Linked DNA regions of Gossypium hirsutum: region 2 is linked to region 1. The links are chromatin contacts, called in public Hi-C maps. All regions are on one chromosome and are shown on one strand. Each heading gives the region's core, a stretch centred on a gene start, on an enhancer-like site or on the middle of the called end of the contact. The rest is flanking DNA. Distances are from core to core; before and after follow the strand shown.

What was found. Hi-C and Micro-C count contacts between places; a contact is called where the count stands out from the background.
Region 2: a Hi-C map of leaf shows a contact between it and region 1, with 4 times the contacts expected there. The contact joins the promoter of LOC107962049 here to the promoter of LOC121230740 in region 1. A contact is called at or near these places in 6 of 34 Hi-C or Micro-C datasets (leaf and petal).

Annotation. Positions count from the first base shown.
Region 1 is chrA06:120,926,539-120,931,266 of Gossypium_hirsutum_v2.1, forward strand. LOC121230740 reads left to right here and starts at 2,464. Exons shown (of 4, transcript XM_041116052.1): 1 at 2,464-2,943; 2 at 3,201-3,475; 3 at 3,844-3,998; 4 at 4,516-4,711. The coding sequence starts at 2,667. The coding sequence ends at 3,909.
Region 2 is chrA06:121,133,443-121,138,170 of Gossypium_hirsutum_v2.1, forward strand. LOC107962049 (DNA-directed RNA polymerase 2, chloroplastic/mitochondrial) reads left to right here and starts at 2,501. Exons shown (of 9, transcript XM_041116055.1): 1 at 2,501-3,096; 2 at 3,943-3,997; 3 at 4,150-4,351; 4 at 4,492-4,645. The coding sequence starts at 4,623.

The DNA of each region.
Region 1 (4,728 bases), core at 1,214-3,713:
ATGACACGTTAGTATTTAATTATTTTTTAAAATTTAAAAAAATTCAAAAATTATAAAAATTATTTTTAAAATTAAAAATCATTAAAATTATTAAAAAATAGAAAAACATATTTTTAATATATTTTAAATTTTAAAATATTAATTAAATATTGACATATCATCCACGTTACAAACTGCATGCATGCTACATCAGCAAAGTTAATAAATGTTAATTTTTTCATCTATTTTGAAGTGATTTGATAAAAATATAAATTTAAAGACTAAAAAAAATAAATGACACTAAAATAATTTTTTATAAAATTATTAAGTCAAAATTAAATAGGCAAGTCCATGAATACTAGATTTTTATTTTTTTATTTTTTTTTGTAAAAAGCACTTTTTAAACATTTAAGAATATTAAAAATGATTTAAATATTCAAACCAAAAAAATGTGCAATGATCATGCAGGCAAGACCCCCACTTGTTTTCTAGAAAAGCATATCATATAATATTTTATTACATTATTATAATTTATATATTAGAACCTTATTCTATTTCACACCGTGTATAAGACGTGTGGATCTCATGCCAAAAGGCTTCCACCATTAAATAAATTTAATCTACTTAGAGTTTGTATTTAATATATTTACATAACTAAAAAATAAATATAATATAAAAATATAAATGTGATAAAATTTATAATAGTATATGTCGATAATGATAGTAAGAATAATCATAACGTAATAAAAAAAATAAAAAGTATATAGATTTTACTTAAAAAATTAGGGACAGAAGATAAGAAATTTACTAATATTAAAAAAACGATTTATGGCTATGCACAGTTTTTAAAATGTTAAACAGCCTGTCTAATAAAAAATATAATTTTATAGGGGGCTGACAGTTGCCCTAGCCCCCTAAAATAGAAAATTTATATTTAGGCCCTTGAAATTTTATTAAATTTTAAATTAATAAAGGTAAAATTATACTTTGGCTCTTTTAAAATTATAAAAATTCGATTTAATCCTTTAGAAATTATAAATATATAGATTATAAAAAATTAAAATTTTATTCGACCCTTAAAAATTTGTTTTAACTTTGCCCCTATATACAACAAATTTTGTACATATAAATAAAAATAAAATACTATAACACATGAATTTCATCTTTAAAGAAACAAAATCTTAATAGCAGTGTTTTGTATTTCTAGAGCAAGCTTTGAAAAATAGTTGATGTTACCACTTAGCATGGACCAAAACATTAATTAAGATGTGTAATCTTCATTTACAAAGTTTTCCACGTAATTTCTTACGTCACAACGCCTATTTTTTTAAAAAACAACCCTTCCCTATTATATATATAAAGACAAAAAAAAATCTATATTGCGGGGACAACTTTAAATGAGGGTAGTCCAAATACAACTGATCCCAAAATCAGTATTTTATAAAATTTAAGGTTTAATTTGTGTTTTAAAAATTAATTTTTTTATTTAAAAAATCCTTATTTAAATATAAATATCATTGATATTTTATCAAAATTTATCAACTTGTCAATAATATAAAATATAAGGATTAAATTTTAAATTTTATTAAGACACAAAAATTAACGACATATTTCAACCTACTTAAGATTACCCAATTATATTATTCAAATCAAACCATATTATCCCTTAATAACATAATTAATTTCCTTTAATTTTTTTTAGCCTTATGGCTAGATTCATGTGTCATGCTTGTATGTATATATTAGGCCTCATGATCCATGGGTTTGTCATCTAGAAAATGGGAAAGTTTAGGTGAAATTTGACAATTAGGGGGCCTTCATAGGCAATTTACTTGACTACTTGTCAAATAAGTAGGATGACATCAGCCCATACATTTAGATTTTTGACCAAAATCATTTAAACAAAAAAATAAGGGCTGCTTGGTAGACTTTTACAACTTCGTCATGTACGGTTTGAATTTTTGGGCAACAATTTTTTAAATTTGGAGTGGTTGAAATAATATAAAATTTTACAATTTATATCAAGTATTATGAAGGTTAAGATTATAATTTATTGTTTTTACTTTTAAAATAAATAAATTAATAATTATACATTAAATCAAATAGCAAACTGATAATTCTGTAAATTTTTTTATCTAAATCTATTGTTAAAAATTGATAATTGTACTTAGGTCTAAAGTACATATCTAGTTATTTCTTTAGCTACAAATGAATAAAAATTCAACAGAAATAATCAATTTAGTTTCGATTTAATATACAAGAATGAATTTGCCCTTTTTTTTATTTGAAGGGGCAAAATGTAATATGACCCCTAGTATAGGGGCTTCTATGATAATATTACCAGTGAATAGCCGGATCTTTTGATGGGTACAGTGGTTAGTTGTCCGTTAAAAAAAATTGTATAGGTAATTCCGTTAACAACTCCGTTCCAGTCCTACCCGCCATTTCAATTTAAGAGTTGCTTGTGCGTGTTAATTTCCTCCATGTCATCTTCAATTGTCATCAGTTCCGTCACACCCCAATTCTCACAGTCAAAACACTTGGAACCTTCTTTCATACCCCACTGCCATTTTCCCTTTCATTTTTAACCTTAATTTTTCCATTTCCTCCTCACTCAACTTTCAATCCTTCTTCTTTGTACATAAAAAAATTCGCAAAATCAAAAAAAAATTGAAGAAAGAAGGGAGATGGGTTTTTCAAAGGAAGAGAAGTCGAGAAGAATTTGGAGGGTATTGAAAACAGTGTTTTTCTTGATAACAATGGCGATTTCGTTCCTCGTATTTTCTGCGCCGGTTTTTCTCGTTCTAGCCGATGCCCTTTTGCCTTCGGCTTTGCTCTCTGCTTCGCTTTCGCCTTCTTATTTATCACTCCAATCCCTTTCTTCCCATTTCGATAACTATGATTTTAGATCTTCTCTCATAGATATTCCCCTCATATCCATCATCAGATCAGCTGTTATAATCTGTAAGTTCATCAATAACCCATTCCGAATTGAATATTTTTAGTGGATTTAAAAGTCAATTTACTTTACGCAAAAACCCTAATCGAATTGTAGTTTCCTTCGTGGCTATTTCATATGTGAGGTCCCTGGAAATTGAATTTTGTTTGGTCTAATTCTGAATCCAGTCCTTTTTCTCCTCGTACTTCTGAAATTTAGTCTCTCTGCTAGACTACTTGTTTAATTGATTTACAGGTTTTCTGGGTTTTTTTTTTGCTTGCAGTTGTTTACAGTTTTTGTGATGGGCCAAAACTTTCGAGGGGACCATACCTGGGAATCACAATGATTTGTTCGATTTCATCGTTGGTTTTTGTTTCGATAAAAGCTTCGTTTGTGTTCGGTTCGAGAATTCCTAAAGAAGGGACGTATGTTACAGCCATGGAAACCGCTCTTTTCATTTCTTCATTGGCTTTGGCAATTGCACACATGATTGTGGCTTATAGGACAAGTTGCAGAGAAAGAAGAAAGCTCCTTGTCTACAAAATTGACATTGAAGCTGTAAGTTCACGCTATCTCTATTTCCATAAAAGTATAATTTTTTTTAAAAAGATCTATATTTATAAAATATTTTAATAAATTGAATTAAATTAAGGTTTGTTGATGAATTAATTAAATGAAATAGTTAAACGATATATTTATAAGCAATTAGTAAAAAAATAGTTGTGACAAAAAGATTAAATATTATAATAATATTAGGGAGTGAGAAAAAAGAAGATAAATGTATAATAATAAAAGCGAGCCCAAAGTCCTACCAAAACTGTAGAAAGTAGGGAATTTTACGTTTCTAGAAACTCAATTGTTTAAGGAAAGTAAAAGATGTTATTTTCATAAATTAAATGAATGATTTTTCATTTTTATTGGCACAGATTTCAGCTTGCAAGAATGGGTTTCCTAGGTATCAAAAGATTCTCCAGCAAGAAAGGGTGAAGTAAATGCAATATTACCAACACTGAAAACGATTTTCCTTTCCAAGAAACCTACCTGTTTTTGGCTCATCACATTCTTCTTTCCCACATTTCAGGTAATTATCACTTTCATGATTTTAAATTTTATTTTTATTATTTCATATCAAATTTGACTTTAAGAATCAGATATATTCATAAGTCAAATTCATTCATTATAACTTTTGATCATTTTTTTATACAATACTTAGAATTATTTATAGATCATTATAGTAGCAAAACTAGGGGCTGACAAGGGCTTTAACTCCTTAAAATGAAAATTTTTCTATATGACCATTTTTTAAATTTTAGTAAAAGTAAAAAAATAAAAATTTAATTTAATCTTTTAAAAATTATAAAAATATAATTTATTAAAATAGTAAAATTATATTTTTTCTATTGTAAAAATTACGATTTAATTTTAACTCCTAATTTTTTTTTTCTAATTTCATCTCTACTTCCTAACTTATAAATAAAAAAATGATGTGCACTTAAACCCACATTCATAGTCCATAAATAAATATAGTAGTAATGTGATAGCCATGAAACTTGATATAATTAACTCATGCATTTCTTTTTTCCTTTCTTCTTTTGCAGATTTAACCAAAACCAATCAGTCGCTTGAAAATCAAAGTGTTAACAAGCAGATCACAGCCAGCAGATACATACATATATATATATTATATTTTGAGGAAATGATCGAACATGCAATGATTTTGAGTGTACAGTTTGTATTACATCTGTAAATATTAATTTAAAAACAAAGGAAGAAATGGGCCAAAGCTCTTTTCCATACCCCAATTTTTTTAA
Region 2 (4,728 bases), core at 1,251-3,750, 210 kb after region 1:
TAGCTTTGATTCTTAATCGACAATTTTTTTGTTAAAAATATGCTTTAGGTCTTTGTAAATTTTGCATATTTAAAATTTAGTCTCTCTACTTTTAGTTTAAAGAATTTTGCTAATTAAAATGACTTTAAAAATGTTCTTAAACATGCATAATATGTTAACCTTAAAATAATATGGTTAAAACCTGTTAATGTAAATTTGTATAAATATGATTCTAACATGATTCTAGAATATAATTTAGGTATAGCATGTAAATTTGATTCTAGCCTATAAATATGATTCTAGTATGATTTTATGCTATAATTTAGGATTTTTTGTGCAGTTAGTTTCCATGTATCATTCCTAGGTACTAGTATAAATACCTAGCACTTCTACAAGCAATACATACAGAAATTTATTCCACTGTCTTTTCTTAAGTTTATAACACGGTATCAAGAGCTTAGGTTCCATTCTTTTTATTTTTATTTTTATTTTTATTTTTTTTCTCTGCTCTTTTGGTCTTGTTTCTAGCTTTGCCATCTATTTCCCATGCTTTGCCTTTCTTTGTCTAAGTCAAGCCATCATACTCAATCCATTCTGAGTCATTGACTACTTTGTTGACCAAACCGCTCCCACATTTTTTCTTCTGTTGATTTGCTCTTATTTCTTCACTTTCTTTCTATTTGATTTGTCTTTATCATAGAGAAAATAGAGATTTCTCGAGCTATTTCTACTATTTTGGATCGGACAAATTACAATCTTTAGGTTTTTATTTAGATTCCATTTAGTTAAATTCTTTTTTATTTAGTTTAGATTTTAAAATCATTTTAAGCTTCTTCTTTTTTTAGGTTAGATTTTAAAATCTTATTTTAGAATTTCAAATTAACATTTTATCACTACAGGAAAATAGGGCTTTAGCGGCGTTTTTAGCTGCGTTTTATCAAAAAACACCGCAAAAATTGTAAAACACAAACGTCGCTAAAAAATAAAGCAATAGCGCGCTTTCGGTAAAACGCCGCTAAAAACTAGAGCATTAGCGGCGCTTTCGGTCAAATGCCGCTAAAACCAGAGCATTAGCGTCGCTTTCGATAAAACGCCGCTAAAAGTCATATAACTCCTAAAACCTTAAACCCTAAAAATATCATAAACACTGATTTATAACCCGTAAAACACTAAACCCCTAAAACCTAAAAACCCTAAACACTAAACTATAACCTCTAAAACCCTAAACCCCAAAAAATATCATATGGATGTTGATGTGTATATACATAGATATTAATGTAAAAGCTTATGTTCATAATAAATTATGGAAGCAATACTTAATATTGATTAAATTTATTTTTGGGTTTAGGGTTTAATATTTAAGGTTTTATGGTTTAAGGTCTAACGGCCATGGGTATATAGTATGTTAATCTCAAGTGAATCATATTCAATAATTAAATCTTAAACCCTATAATTAATTATTGTTATCGATAATAGATATCTTGATTTTGATAAAAAAATATTTTTTATATATTAATAAGGTGTTATATTGTTTAATGGATTGAAGGGATATTTTGTGGAAAACGTTTTAAATGATAAGTTTACCTTTAAATTTTATTAATAGTTTTTTGTTTATACTATTTTAATATTTATCTATACTGATTAATTAAAATATATATTTATTTATACGAACGAAAGTCCTCTGCACTCATTTGTGTCTTCACGTTTTTTAATTGTAACTCATTTTCTTTTTATAAAACAGTGAATTTTCCTTTATTTGTAAACCAATCTTCTTATTGAAAAGTTGCAACTCTTTTTTTGTTTTTGTTTTTTTAAATAAGTGTTGTTTTAGTTCCAACTTGTTTTATAGAGTGTTTTTTTTATTCTTTTAAGGTTGATGGTTTATGTTTTATGATTTAGGGTTTCGAAACTATAATTAAGGATTTAATGTTTAGATTAATTAGTGTTTTTTAATTTATATATTAAATAATCTCTTATATAATTATAAAAGAGATAATATTAATTTTAATATTTTAAAATTATAACAAATTATTTATTGAAAAATAAATAAAAAAGTAACAGATTGATAGGGATAGGTAATTATCTATTTTGGATAGGACCAAACTATAACAAATTAAATAAGGTCTTATTGTTATTTTGAATTCGATTTTATTTTGATCATATCTAAAACCGACTTTATAAACAATATAAATTAACTGCACCATTCACTTAGCTATGGGAAAGTTAATTTCATTTTAGTTACTTAATTATAAAAAGTTACATTTTGATAACTAAACTATTTAATTAGAAGTTTTCATTTAATTTAAAAATAAAAATTTAAAAATTTAAAAATAAAAAATTTAAAAATTTAATATTTAATATTTTAGTCCATATTTCAATTAAAAAGTTCAATATTCAAAATTTTAAAAAAATTCTAAAAAATGATAAACTCAGCACAAAAATTTTTAAAGAAATAAATAGAAAAAAATATGTTCAAAATTAAAAAAAAATTAAAATTAAGTAATAGTGGCGTTTTTGGAAAAAACGCCGTAAAAAGTTTAGCTATAGTGGCGTTTTTAGTGAAAACACCGCAAAAAACCAATAATTTTTGGTTACCCACTCATTACTCCTCATTCTCCTGGAAAATTTAGTCGCGCGCCCTAAATCCCCAATTTTCCCCTTTTACTCTGAAAATTTGCCCCCAAATTTCCCATTTCCAACAACACCAAGTCAATACACCTACACCAATCACACTTCATTTTCCTTTTCATTTTACTGCACTGAATTTACCTACCATAGCTACTCATTTTCTCTCGATTTGTAAGGGTTTCTTTTAATTCTAGGCTTTCATTTGTCTTCCTTTTGTTGTTTGTCGTGTGAGACAACAGGACGGAGCAAATGTCTGAGGACGACGAGAGGCAGCAATCTCCACCGTCGGATCTTGAGTTCGTTTCCAACAAGGCGCCGAACTGTAACGCCACGGGATCTGACTCGGGTCACCCGAAGTTCCAGTCGACGTACCCAGACCAGGTTCTGGAGAATGTGTTGGAGAACGTTTTTAGGGTTTAAGGAACTTATTCTCGTTTGCTGCGATGGGTTTAGAATTAGTGGCCTTGCTATTTTCGTTAACAAGTGCAGGTATTTTTCTTCATTATTTTTGCTGTTAATAGTGTTCATTATTTACTAATAACCTGCTGATTGGATCTATTTATGGTGTTAAGAGTAATGTTTGTTAGCTTATATAATATGGGATTGAGAAAAAAAAATTGTTTCTGTATTGAGATTTTTGTTTGATCTGATTGGTTGTGTTTATAGATTGAATGTTTTTAGATCTGTTTATGGTTTTCCTTGATCTGGGTATGAACTGGGGTTTGAAAATGTTTTGAGTGTATGTAATGTGTTGTGATAATCAATGAATAAAAAGAGAGTTTGAGGATGGATATCTAGATGATATACTGATATTCAATGTGTCAACGAACGGATTATTCCTCCTCCTCCAACGTCTACTTCAAGTATATAGCGGTCCTTTTACAATGATAAGATAAAATATTCAACCATGGTAATGGTGTAAAAGAGCAGAAGAGAGTTGAGAAAAATCCGAGTACAAGAAGAGATAGTTAGAGAGCATTTTTGCCACTTTGACTCAAAGCCTTCGCAAATGCTTGAACTCCTCAAAATCCTGTGAATAATCCTGTGAAGCTTTATCCTCAGAGTTTCTATTTCCATCTCCGATTTTAAGTTCATCAGTGCCTGACAGAGATTGGAACAGAAAGGCTAAAGTCGTTCCCTTGCCTTTGAAAGTCAGAACCATGGCAAACATATTAGCATGAAAATAGAACAATTATGACCATAATAATATCCGGAGCTTTCAGTATAAATATTTACAGATACTCAGTATGCTGATGTATGTTCCACATCATTGTTAATGACTTTCTGCACTTGTTCTTAATTCCATGTTTGTTTGAATTTTCTGAACTAATGCAGGGCAAGATGAGTTGTCTGATGATCAATGACATTGATGCTGGTCTTGGTAGATTTGGTGAGCTTATGTTTTACTGGAACAGAAAACCTTGAACTGTACCAATTATGCTTTAATTTTCATAAATTTCCTCTTGTTTAATAAGTTTTAAAAAGTTACTTATATACTGATTCGTTATCTTGAACTTTATATATTTTTCACATCTTATCTAGGTAATACTCAAATGACGGTCAACAATCAGATTGTTGTTGGTACCTTAATGAATTTGTCAGATAATCCAACCAGAGTTAGTATCGGACAAGATTGGCGAGAATCAGATATAACAAATAGAGTCCCTATCATTGTCACGGGGAATGATTTTTCAACCATTTATGCTCCCTTGATCCGTGATGGAAGGATGGAAAAGTTCTACTGGTACATGATACTAAAGCTCTACTCTTTTTTACTTCCCTTGTGGTGCTTTGTTGATACAATACAATCAAATGGTCTTGTGGTGGCTCAAAGAAAGAAATCAAGCTATTCCATTATTATCTAACACATCATCTGTGATACAGGCAGCCTACTAAGGAAGATATTATGAACATTGTTCACAGAATGTATGAGAAAGATGGCATATCTAAGGACGAGGTCGTAAGTATTGTGGATATGGATATACTAATATCGCTTGTGCAAGCAGGCTAAGCACATGGTTATTCCTTATATGCTGATGTTAGTGCCTCCACAAAACTGGACAGGGTATGTACTCAAGGTCCTATCTTTGTACAGTTTATTCCCTGATGAACTTTGTGATA